2 separate regions of the Lactuca sativa genome follow, and region 1 is linked to region 2. A link is a contact called in public Hi-C data. All regions are on one chromosome and are shown on one strand. The core of a region is the stretch at or near the end of the contact, and the rest is flanking DNA. Distances in the headings are between cores, read along the strand shown.

Region 1 (6,935 bases), core at 2,076-4,575, 380 kb after region 2:
AACATGTATAAAAGGATCTCTTCCGTCTCAAGGAAGGGATCCATCTTCTTTCTCACGAAGATTACCCTAAGATTTCTCTCTCACTCTAGACTAACTTGATCTTCGGAGCGACGTCCCGGGAGAACACCCGATCGTCCTCTAATGGTTCTTCTATGATTGTGTTCTCAGGCAAGCACCCAAGTCAGATCCATCATTTAGCATCCAGAACATCTACGTACATGTCACAGCAGTGAGGTTTATGTCCTCCAAATTTGAGGGGAAGACATTGAAAGGTTTTCGATGTTGCGATTTTGACAACTTTTTGGTGCATTTGGAATTTTCAGAATGTCACAATCTTTTGAATGGATGTAAAATAGTGTTTATTATTTGATGATATCGTATATAATACTTTCTAATAGATGTAGTAAAACTAAGTTAGGTTTGACTGTTTGGCTTCATAACCATGTTTTTGCTTCGAACTTCATGTAATTGTTTTATTTTCTAGCTCCTTGTTAGTTTAATATAATTTTGCCATTAAAAAAAAGAGATTAAAGGAAAAATAAAAAGCTAAATATAAAATCAAACCCTTAGTATCTCATCCACTTGCTTCTCTAACTCAGATGTAATCAAAGTTCATAACATAAATCAAAGGAAAAATAAAACCCATATATAAAATTAAAGCCTCTTCTCCCCTCCACTTGCTTCATAAACCCGTATGTAAAATCCAATAGTCAAATTGTACCTTGTTCTCCTATGTACCATATTCAAGTGAAGAAAGAGACATAGTGGTGAGTGCAAAATCAGAAGGAAAAACAAACCCAATATCAACAATCTTCTTACTTGAGTTTTCGAGTGGTGATCACAAATTCAGAGTTGCTAGCCCTGTTCTTAATTCATTATGGAGAGAGAAGGAACAAAAAATAAAAGAGAGTTATCCGACACCCACCTAAGTACAAAATCAGAAGAAAAAACAATCCTATACAAAGAAGAAGGCCGCTTGGAATTAAAAAGACAAAATTGCAAAAATGGTCCCTATGGTTAGCAAATTTATGTGTTTTTTGTCGAAGACGAAACCTTGGTGCATCAGTGGTCTAATTTCATAAACCATGTGTGTTTTTGGTCCCTATGGTTGGTATTTTTGTGTACTTTTGGTCTATACCCCACATAAACTGACACCCTTATGATAGTTTTTTTTTTTTAATATTTTCTTATTCTTTTAAATAAATAAATAAATAATCCATAAGAATTCACACCCCCACCCACCTATGTCATCACTCTCACGTCTCTTTCTCTTTCTCTCTCTCTCTCTCTCTCTCTCTCTCTCTCTCTCTCTCTCTCTCTCTCTCTCTCTCTCTCTCTCTCTCTCTCTCTCTCTCTTCCATTCTTCTAGACGACATCATTCTAGTTGGGTCTTCATTGGAGTACCGTTTTCCTGATGGAGTACTTTTTTACAGAGTAACCTTCAAGCGGATAAGTGAAGTAAACACACACAGGCACACACGTTTGGGACAAAGAGAGTAGGGGCGCTGGAGGAAGAAAGTGTGCTGAAGGAAGAAGAGGATGGATTTGATCAAGGTGAAGCAGATTATGGAGTAATGGACTCTGATCTATGATCTGAAACCTCTTTCTTAGAGTAAACTGCAAATGGGAGAACACCAGTGAAACCCTAGAAGTATCTGACGTCGAATTCATAGGAGACAATCACCGAATCTGCTTCAAATTTGAGTTCTTGGTTTTAGCACTTGATTTTATTATGTTGCCTTCGTCCTCCACATGCTCCAACAAATTCAACATTTGATTCCTTTTGTTAATCTGAGTTTTATTTGATCTTAATTGTTGTTTTTTTTCTAAGCACAAATATTATTGCAGGTTTGAATTAAAGCTGAAGCAGGGGTTAAAGACGGTGTTATTAAGGATGGAGTTGGAGGTTATGGAGGTGATGAAGGTGGTTTTAATGGTGGTGAGCTCCAACGGTGATTACAGGTGGTGCGAAAGGTAGTTTTTGTGGCTTTAATGAGGGTGAGGGGTTTTAAATCTAACGAGACAGTGGGAGAGAGAACGATGGGGATGGCGAGTCTCACAACCAGGACTCTGGAAAATGTGGTAGTGGTTGCGATCTACGTGAACTCCGACGAGAACGGCGCTTGCTGATGGTGGTTCCAAACACAGGTGATGGAGTGTGGAGATGATAAGAGTGGGGAATGGGTCATTTGTTTTTTATTTTTTGTTTTGAGTTCAAAAAATTACAAATTAAATTAGTTTACGTATTTCAACAATTAAAGAAAATGAATAATATAAATTATAAGGGCATAACCGTCTTTTTAAGTGTATAGGGACCAAAAACAATAGAAATATCTAATTTTGGACCATTGGTGCACAAAGATTTCGTTTTGGACCAAAAACGCATAAATTTGCCAACCACAGGGACCATTTTTACAGTTTTATCAATTAAAAATGAATTAAGTTTCACATTTACGAGATGAATTAAGTTTGATTTTAAAAATTTTAAAAATTTTAAAAATAAAAATGCCACACATACTTGGTATAATCGAGACTAGCTGTAACTGAGGCTAAATTAGACATTTTCCCTATTTTAACCGGTTAAATGATATTTACCAAACTAACATCGAAAAAAATTAATAACCAAATGAAATAAAAAGTATTAGTTGACTGGACAACAATAATATTAAGCTTTACGTTTTTAAAGGGCCTATTTTTTGTCTTGCATATAAATCATTGACAAAGATTGTTATGTTCAATATATTTACACCAATTTGTTTTTTTCTTATGTTTTTGTCTGTAAATGAATATAATGAAGAGCATATAGTTAATATGACTATAACCTAGTATGTAATGCTCAATATATTTGTTTTTATTGCATAAAAGAATTAATACCAAGGCAAAAAAAAATCTTTAATTTCAAAAAAAGAAAAAGATGGATGTGAAGGTGGACTTTCGTGTGTCAAAAGCTCACTCCCTTTTCTTATGTACTCCTTTCGATATTGATGGCAAAAATTTTGAATCCATTATTATCTTTATTTCAACTTTTATGAACAAGAGCAATAGAAAAGTCCAAAAAGTTGCTTGAAACAGTATTACAAATCTCTTTTTGATATTTGATATCAATTATAACGCCTTTTCGATTATTTAAATTAAAATTTATAATTACTTTCTTTCTCAATCAATATTAATGATTTGTTCACATACTATTTTCATTTTTTAAGTGTGCCATAAATTTTTATATGAGAGAGGGAGAAAGTAGTAATTGTACATCACAAAAAGCAAAGCCAATAATGTATATGAGTTTATTTTTGAATGAGAAGCAAACAAAGGATAGGACAAAAACATGCAACTTCAGAATCGCGGTTGCCTTTTGGTTTTTTGGTTCCATTTTGATAGGTTCGAGCTGCCCGCTTGATCAAAGAGGTCCAAATTTAGGGATACGTTCTCATCCACATCTCTCTCTCTCTCTCTCTCTCTCTCTCTCTCTCTCTCTCTCTCTCTCTCTCTCTCTCTCTCTCTCTCTCTCACACACACACACACACACATACACACACACAGAGTATTGATGAACTTGTTTTCTTAACCTGTACGGATTGGATTTTTGTTTTTGTTTTGGTAACTCAATTTGTACTTGAGCGTATGGATTCTTGTGTTGGATCATCTTGGAGAGTTGGCTTATAACTATATATCTCGGACAAGAAGAAGTTTGGTAACTGCCTGCCAGGTCCAGACTTTTGGCGTTTGAATTTTAGTTGTATCTTAACTTATCTTAGATTCATCAAGAACAAAAAGCTCTTCTAATGTTTTGTTTCTTATTTAGGCTTAATTTCTTGTCATTCAGATCCGTAGAACATGGGTTTCAAAGAAGATAAAAGTATCATCAGTCAATCTTTCTGATATATCGAGTCAAAGCGAAAGCTAAAAGGAATTTTTGTTTAATCCAGTTCATTTAATAACCTAGAGAGAGAGAGGAAAAAAAAAAAAAAAAAAGAGAGAGGAGAGAGATGAAGGGTATGTTTTTGGATGACAGTATGTCAAACTTAACATCAGCATCAAATGAAGCAAGCCTATCTTCATCAAGTAACAAGAATGAAGTTGGTACTATGTACCCTCCACCACAGCAGATGCAACAGTCCTCCTTAGCTTCTGTGCCAATTAATTCCGACAATCAAACGCAAACCAACAAGAAAAAGAGAAATCTTCCAGGCAATCCAGGTAAACCATGTTGGTTATCATATGTTATTTGTTTGATTCTTATCAAATCCATGTACATACGTCAATGTTAATATAATATAGACGTATATTTATCGATCTTGTATCTTCATCTTGGCATCTACCTTCTGATATATATATTGAAAGTGTTGTATATATATAAAGACCATTTCTTTATTTGATTAATTACATCATTTTAATTGAATCTTAAAGACCCAGAGGCTGAGGTGATAGCTATGTCTCCAAAATCACTGATGGCAACAAACAGATTTGTATGTGAGATTTGCAACAAAGGGTTTCAAAGAGATCAGAATCTTCAGTTGCATAGACGAGGTCACAATCTGCCATGGAAGCTGAAGCAAAGATCAAAACAAGAGGTGGTTAGGAAGAAGGTGTATGTATGCCCAGAACCCAGTTGTGTCCACCATGAACCCGCAAGAGCACTTGGAGACCTCACTGGTATCAAAAAACATTTCTCAAGAAAACATGGCGAGAAGAAATGGAAATGCGAGAAGTGTTCGAAGCGATATGCTGTTCAATCCGACTGGAAAGCTCATTCCAAGATTTGTGGCACACGAGAATATCGATGTGATTGTGGCACACTTTTCTCAAGGTAAAATGGTCTAATAATTCTTAATAAACAAGATATATAGTATTTAATAAAAGTTCACGAGTGGAATAATCCATATTATGATATACTGTAGATTTTTGAAGTGTGTGTGAGTGAGAGAAAGAGAGAACAGTGTTATGCTACGATTTTTTAAGCTTCCACATACAATAAATGGGTTTCGTTTTTTTGTTTAGAGTGCTAAATTGTTTGTTTCTTTTTTGTTCCATCTCTATCATGACGACAGGAGGGACAGCTTCATTACTCACAGAGCCTTCTGTGGTGCTTTAGCAGGAGAAAATGCAAGATCTTCATCATCATCATCCTTACTACTTTCATCAAATCACCTTCCTCTCCATTTGCCAATGACTTTCCCACTCAAAACTGAACCTCAACATCTCCTACAACACCCACAACTCAATTCAAACATCATGACGAATACTTTACAACAAAATCATCAGTTACCATCCTGGTTTGTTCATCATCATCAACAAAACCCTACCCCTAATAACAATTCAAGTAATAATCTTCATCTTCCTTCTCCTTCTTCTCCTCCTCACATGTCTGCCACCGCATTGCTCCAAAAGGCAGCTCAGATGGGTGTGACCATGAGCAAGCCTGCAACTGGTACCAATACTGCCATGGTCATGTCACTGCAGCAACAGCAACAGCAACATCAACAGCAACAGCAACAGCACCAGTCCATTCTAAGTGGGCCCCACCATCATGATCACATGTGTGCACCTACATCACTGTTAACAGCTCATCATCACGCTTCCGGTCTTGGAAATTTGTCTTCAAGTGATAATGAACAACAAGGGATGCTGGGATTAGGTGGCGGGTTTGCTAACGTGAACACGGGTTGCTTCGACCACCAAACCGATGCAATCACAACCAATGCTATGCATGCTCACTCTCATCTGCTTCATACTGAATCCTTGGCTTGTACAACTGGAATGTCAACTGCATTTCAAGAGGCTTATAATGGCATGATGAGTTCAACAAAGAGTGCTCACAGTACCGGCTTTCAAGAAGCATTTATATCAGCGTCAGGCGGAGCAGCACTGAACCCGAGTAAAGCAAATGGCGGTGGTCAAAACGATGAGTTGACAAGGGATTTCTTGGGACTTACAGGATTTCCACCTCATACTGTTGATCATCATTTTCTCAGTATGGCTGGTTTGGATCAGTTAAGCACTTCTTCACCCTATCATCATCATCAGCAGCAGCAGCAACAACAGCAACAAGATAATCATAGCCAGAACCAAAATCAATTACCTTGGCATGGGTAATGTTAAGCTAGCAAGTCCATGGACGATAATGGGAAAATTCAACTTATATATTTTCACCCTATTATCGTGTTTTAAGCGCTTAATTACATAGTCCTTTTTGCTTATTACAGTTGATTTTGTTAGGTTTAATCGCCAGGCAAACTTTACAATTCTCGTTTCTTTTTTTTTTTTTTTTCTTCTGTTGGAAGTTTCAAGAAAAACATAATATTTGCTTGTAGTAATTGAAGTTTTAGACTTGTTCCTTGGTATGTTCAATTAAACCTAATCGAAACAGTAAAATGTAGAAAAAAAGACGCTGAAAAGTTAGTTTTCAACTAAGTGTGAGACAAGTACACCAGTTTATTGAAAAAAATTTACTCAATATATAAATATAAGTATTTTTTTAAGAAAAATATTAAATATAAAGATGTAAACATTAAGTATTTTTAAAATAAAAATTTAAAATAAATGCTAACAAAATGATAAATAAATAAATAATTCAATTTATACTAATAAAACAAACTATGTAAAAATAATTATATTTTGATCATATTTGTGGTTTAACCAAATATTTTTTTAGTTTTATCAATGAAATAAACAAAGTTAGATTATTTTTCCTATGTAAATTATTTTGGTCTAAAATGACAATAAACTTTGAAAGAAAATGCTAATTTTGAATTATGTATATTGAAGAAAACATATTAAAATTAAAATTTGAAAATATAAACAAACAAATTAATGACACGTTAATTCTTTCTATAACCTAAAATTTAAAATAGTTAATTAAGAAAATTGAAAATTACCATAAAATGACAATTAAAAATTAATTTCTAAGAATTAACCACAAAAATACATGTGGCAAA
Region 2 (6,341 bases), core at 3,219-5,718:
ACAAAACCGGCATGGCACCGAATGACGTAAAAAGTGTGTTTTCGATAAACTACTTTTTAGCCTTGGTGATCTAAATGAAAGTCGTAGTATTTGTTAAACCGAGAATTTTCATAAAAAGAACGTCCAAATCCGACTTCGTATAAGGAAGTTATATTTTTTTTAAGTTTTGGAATAGCAGTAGACAACTAAAAACTTGAAATAAAGATCGAATGATTTTTAGCTGACGCAACCTAAACGAGAATCGAATGTCTCGTCAATAGTAGTACAACGGTAAAAAGACTGAATAAAACGGACGTCGGATGAAGAAGTTATGAATTTTTAACGGATTTTTCTTGTCCCGGTCTGTTAAAAATAGTAATATTAAAAATAAAGTCAAAATTAGCCGACAGAGTCTAAATAAAAGTCGTAGAGTATATTCTCGCCTACGTGTGCATATAAAGAACGTCAAAAACGAAGTCCGTATGCGAAAGTTTTGGATTTTCGAAATTTGGGACACAAAATTCGAGAAAAATCCTAAAATCGAGGAATTTCGCATGGCTCAAGTTCGACCACGTCACCTCGCCCGCGGAGCTGCCCTGTGTCCGATGCCGATGACTCATCTGAAGCGGCAGTCGACGTGTGTCGACGCGTGTCGCAACCCCTCGCTCCCGAAGGCGCGACCCAATCCGAGATTGCCACCTGCCCTCGCCTCACATCCGACGTCGGGTCTTGTCTGCTGCCGCGTGTCCTCTTCTCGGCCGTCGATCCTCGGTCTCGCATACTATATAAGGGAGGGTGCGAACCCTCCCGGTTTTTATTGGAATTTTGCATACTTTTTCAGTCTAAAGCCTATTTTAAGCCAATTTTAATCCCTCGAAGCCCAGAGATCATTCCCAACACCTGAAACACGTCCCGAAGTTGCCGAAGAGCCCGGGAAATTTATCTTTTCGGTTCGAAGCTCAACCTTCACAAGGCTCAGTTTTCAATAAAGCTCCTGGTTTTCAGCAAAGAAAGCTATTTATTATAACGAAGTGCTGCACAAATTACTATTTTAATCCCCGATTAATTCACGGTGAGTTCCAATGTATAGGAACAATTGTATGTTATGTGTTATATGTGCTATGTGCTTTTCCGTTGTTATTATTTCAGCCATTTATGATATCAAAGCTATACCTTTGACCATGTGATCAATGAAAGGACTTAGATTCATAGTGGTATTGGTATGTAGCCTCTGGCCATGTAGAGCATGTCTCGTAAGAGAATGACTTCTATTCTATGGCATTGGCAGAAGGTTAGATAGGGCTAAAAGCATGAAATCTACCAAAATGTTTAATCAGAAATTGGATGTCTTCTGTGCTATTTGGTCCGAAGTTTTATTGATGTATATCTAGTATGGAAATTGTTATGTCTCATTGATTGTATATCTTTGAATCAAATCATTGATTCAATATGGAAAGTTTGTCTCATGATTCACATATGCCTTTGTTGTTCCTTGTTCCTCTTTGCTTCTTCCATATTGAAGTATATATAACGTTATATTATATCTATTATTGAACTCACTAAGCGTCACCGCTTACCCCTCTCAATGTTTAACAATTGCAGGAGATAAGTAACCAGTATAGTCGTATACTGTTGGAAGATTTTGAATAGTTTGAAACTATTGTATTTTGTACTCATGTATGTATAAAAGTATAGTATCTTGGGTAGTTGTGTAATATATAACACTTTGTAATAGTCGGTTTGTATCCAGTCGTTTGTAATCACTTTATCAATTTAAAATGTTGTTTTTATGAATATGCATGTAGCATGTTTTGGAGTAACAATTTTTTAGTAATATGAAAGTGTGGGTCTTTCATGTACCAAGTCCTGCAACTCCCCGTGTAGCCTAATCTCCCTATACTAATAAAAGAGTAGTTCTTTTACCATATGTCATCCTAATTAATGTTATGCAACTTGTCAATCTATTGATTTTTCATTTTAAATTTTAAATTTCTCACTCTAATTATATTAAATTAATAACATTAGAATAAAAAATAAAATAAAATTAATACATATTATAAGGTGGCACGTTTTTATTTGAATCAACGATTATAATTTTATATAACTAAAAGATATCTCTTCAATAATTTTAAATTTTCATTACGAAGATTTAATTAATTTTGTAAGATGCGTTATAGTTAAAAATTAAATGGTACATACTTAGGTGAGGCACATGACGAGTTGGTGGTGCGGTGTGTACCGAGTCCTGCAACTCCACGTGTAGCCAAATCTCCCTATCTCCCTATACTAATAAAAGAGTAGTTCTTTTGCCATATGTCATCCTAATTAATGTTATGCCCAGGGCCGACCCATGGGCCTGGGCAAGCTGGGCGACCGCCCCGGGCCCCCAAACGCCAAAGGGCCCCATATTTATACCTGATATTGGGTTATATTAGTTACAACACATATTTTTAAACCTTTATTAGTCATAGCCCATAATTTTTGGCCCAATATTAACACGAGTTGCGCCCCAATTGAAGAAGCGGGAGACGGGAGTGTGACCTACCGCATTTGCTGATTTGCATTTCCCAGTTTCAATTTCCAAGGGCTTAAATCGCATTTCAATCGATGGCTTCTCTTCAGCTTCGCATCCATGGAAAATCCAAACGACACCATCTCTAACGGTTAGTTCTCGTCTTCTCGATTCTGCTTCTTCTTTTTCTAGTTCAAGATTTCAAGTTAATCGGTTACCCTTCTCTAATCTCTTATTCTTAGAATTTTGATTTTCTGATTCACCATCGCCCATCGCTGATTTCGCTGATTAGTCGATTATACACAATATTCTTTCTCTTCTATTTTCTGATTTCATTTTTCTAAATAGTTGGTTCCTTTCAATATTTCCGAATCTTTTGGTGAATGGTGAATTGGTGATTTCCGATTTCGTATGACATTTGAAGTAGAGTACAAACGCATAACAACACTCTTTCAGAATTAGCTGCAGTTGACAAGCCGTTTTTTTGAATACATGTAAGTCTATTTTTTTTAATTTGTGAACTATTATGTTAAGAATCTGCAATTGAATCAATTTTCTTATTTAGAATGATTAATCATTGTTTATTGAAATAAATTTTCTTATTTTGATTTTATATGAATCATTGCTTAATTGTAGGTCATCAAATTTGTGATTTGAGGCAATTAGATATGAAATTAATTTTTTGATTTCTCTTTTTAACTGTTTTCTATCTTTAGATAATCAGATTTGGGATTTTTCATTTCTATTTTGGGCTGCTCAAAGATTATTAACATCTAAACAGGTTACAGACTTACAACCTACAGGTAGTTTCTTTTCAATAAAATTTGTTAATTTATTTTTTGTGAGTTTGTTAAATTCAAAAATTATGATATTTAAAAATGATTTTGTACTTTTAGTCTGCAGATTCCTTATTGCTTTGGGCTCAAAGGACTGGGGATATAATGATATAGACAATCAATAGAAAGTCAACTGCTGAGCAACACACATTAGTCATCAGGTAGTCTATTTTCCCTTTAGTAAGTTAATATGTTTTTTGTGAATCTGTGTGATTATTTGTTATCTGCTATATATTTTGATTGTTATCTATTAAAAATGCCTCATAGAAAATATATATCTGGAAGAGAAAAACAAAAAAAACAAAAAATTGGACAATTTAATGATTCTCAAAGAGGATCTATGAATAAGTATGTTAAAAAAGTAAATTCTTCTAATGTAGAAGATAATGTCGCACAACAAAATGATTTAGATGAAGAAGATAATGTCATACATGAAAAAGATTTGTTTGATAATATTGAATTTGATTTTATAATTGATCACTTTGCATCTAAAAAAGCTAATAAATGTAAATTTCTTTAGTTGTTTCTTTGTTATGTTTATAATTATGTATTAAGGTTCAGAGAGCATGTTCTGGCCTTTTAATTTTGTTTTGTTTTTTTAGTTTTTTGTATTAATAGTTGCTAGTTTTTTTGGCTTCTGGGGTCAGTCCCGAAGCCCCCTTTTTTTTTTTTTTTTTTTCCGTAGGTGGGGAGTCCCCAAACTTCAATTGTACTATTTTTTTTAATTAATAAAAATTGTATTGTTTTTTTTTTAATTAATAAAAATTTACGGAGGTGCAGGTCTTCTTTACAAAAAAGAAATTTGTAAGGGCCCCAAATTTTTTTTGTCCTAGGCCTCAAATTGTCTGGGACCGGTCCTGGTTATGCCACTTATCAATCTATTGATTTTTCATTTTAAATTTTTTACTTTAATTATATTAAATTAATAATATTAAAATAAAAAATAAAATAAAATTAATACAAATTATAAGATAACACGTAGTTATTTGAATCAACGATTATAATTTTATATAATTAAAAAATATATTTTCAATAATTTAAATTTTTATTAGGAAAGATTTAATCAATTTTGTAAGACGAGTTAGAGTTAAAAATGGTGCATACTTAGGTGAGGCGTGCACCAACGCGTGTTCACTATTCAGCAGCCTATGAACCCTTTAACGAACAATTGGATTAGGATTTCCTAAAACAACATAAAAATCCAATCTTTCGTTTCCCCTTCAAGACATCTCTTCCCCCCTCCCTCTCTCGTAAACCCACCAATTCCTCGCTGAAAGCGCGCAGCCTTTGAATCAAACATCTATTTTGAAATTTCTGTTCGAGGAAGAAAGGGCGAGACAAAGATCTGACCTTTGATTTGAAGAGAAGGAGAAAGATGGGCCTAAAACGCCTTCTTACCCAGGTCTATTTTCCTTCATCTTTTATTTCAACAATTGCTCTGTTTCATCTTTCTTGGTTAGATCATGTCAATTATGCATATGGATGGGTTATTACACTTGAACGTTCCTTCGAAATCAGTTAGGGTTACATACGAAAAGAAAGAAAACCCTAATCTGAAAGAGCGTTTAGGGTTCTCACAGACCTTCTTCGAGTAGCTTCAACATGGTTACGTAGCTGTAGATTGATGCAATTTGTTGGACATTTGGTTGATTGATATATGTATATGTATATACTTATATATTGAAATTTGTAGTGTTTTCTTGATCAATGTTTCTTTGGTGGTCTTGTTACATTCATCAGATTCGATGTACTGAAATTGAAGTGTTTTCATGATCATTGTTCTTTTTGGTCTCACGTGCAATATTATGTTAAGAATCGGTTTTTGTTGGACAACATAGTCTTTGAATTTCTTTATACTTTGCTTAGCCATCAAATGAATCCATGCGTGTTCTTACTGTATGATTAGGTAAAATTGGTGATGAAATGATATAATAAGTGTTAGGAATTAGGATAGTTTAATTGTAGGTCCTATATGTTGTAAAAAGACAAAATATCAATTCTGGGCACACACTTGTCTGTGATTGATTGCAACTTTCTCTATTCCTCTTTTCTTTCATCACTTTTTCTTTTTCTTGTTTGGTTGAGAACTTTTTATATGCTGCAGATTAGGAGATCAGCCTCTAGTTAGCTATGAAGTTTGTGAACATAGCCTCCGATTGTTCTATCACTAAATCAATCATATTCATTGGAGATTAAAAAATACATCTGTCATCTTTACTTATTCGCAAATATACTTTCATGAGTTTTTCACTAATATACTTTGCAAATGGTTTTACTATTCACCATGTTAGTGTTTATTTATATGTAATAGGTCTCAAGGCCACAATCACAAGTGAAGCTTCTGAAAAGCCTGTATACCAGATCATACAATACTTCTCAAACAGTTGTATCTGATACAGGTATATATATAAACAGTTAAACACTCATTAACCTTCCATATTAGTTACTTAATCTATGGAATGATTAATTGATTATATATTTGCAGTTTACAAGGTGGAAAGTGGCCAAAGAAGGTTTCAGTCAAGCTATGGTGGAGGTTTTGCAAGAAGAATGCGTGAACGTGATGCAGACAACAGAGGAAGTGCTGCATCATTTAGGGAGCTTTATCATCAAAGTGATCCAGAAGCTGTGATAAGACAATTTGAAAGTCAGCCTTATTTGCACTCAAATCCTTCAGCACTTAAAGAATATGTCAAAGCCCTGGTTAAAGTTGACCGATTGGATGAAAGTGAGTTGCTCAAAACATTACAAAGAGGTAAGTGTCAACATGAACAAATGGAATAAAAAAGTAAAAAACCATGTTACTTAATTTTTTTTGTGAATTTTAGGAATGGCAGGGTCTGGGAAAGGAGGATATGAAGAAGAAATGATTGGTGGATTTTCAGCTTTGAAAAATGTTGGAAAATCTACAAAAGAAGGTGTGTTGGGAACAGCTGCTGCACCTATACATATGGTGGCTACTGAAGGAGGACATTTGAAAGAACAGATATGGCGTACAGTTCGTGCTTTGGGCA

What was found. A called contact is a pair of places that touch in the nucleus more often than the background predicts.
Region 1: a Hi-C map of leaf shows a contact between it and region 2, with 3 times the contacts expected there. The contact joins the promoter of LOC111906059 here to the promoter of LOC111906060 in region 2. A contact is called at or near these places in 2 of 4 Hi-C or Micro-C datasets (both in leaf).

What each region holds. Positions count from the first base shown.
Region 1 is chr6:19,272,468-19,279,402 of Lsat_Salinas_v11, forward strand. It overlaps LOC111906059 (protein indeterminate-domain 7), which reads left to right and starts at 3,326. Exons shown (of 3, transcript XM_052764577.1): 1 at 3,326-4,197; 2 at 4,408-4,807; 3 at 5,049-6,242. The coding sequence starts at 3,987. The coding sequence ends at 6,093.
Region 2 is chr6:18,892,464-18,898,804 of Lsat_Salinas_v11, forward strand. It overlaps LOC111906060 (ATP-dependent zinc metalloprotease FTSH 4, mitochondrial), which reads left to right and starts at 4,469. Exons shown (of 7, transcript XM_052764576.1): 1 at 4,469-4,729; 2 at 5,639-5,726; 3 at 5,813-6,082; 4 at 6,156-6,341. The coding sequence starts at 4,703.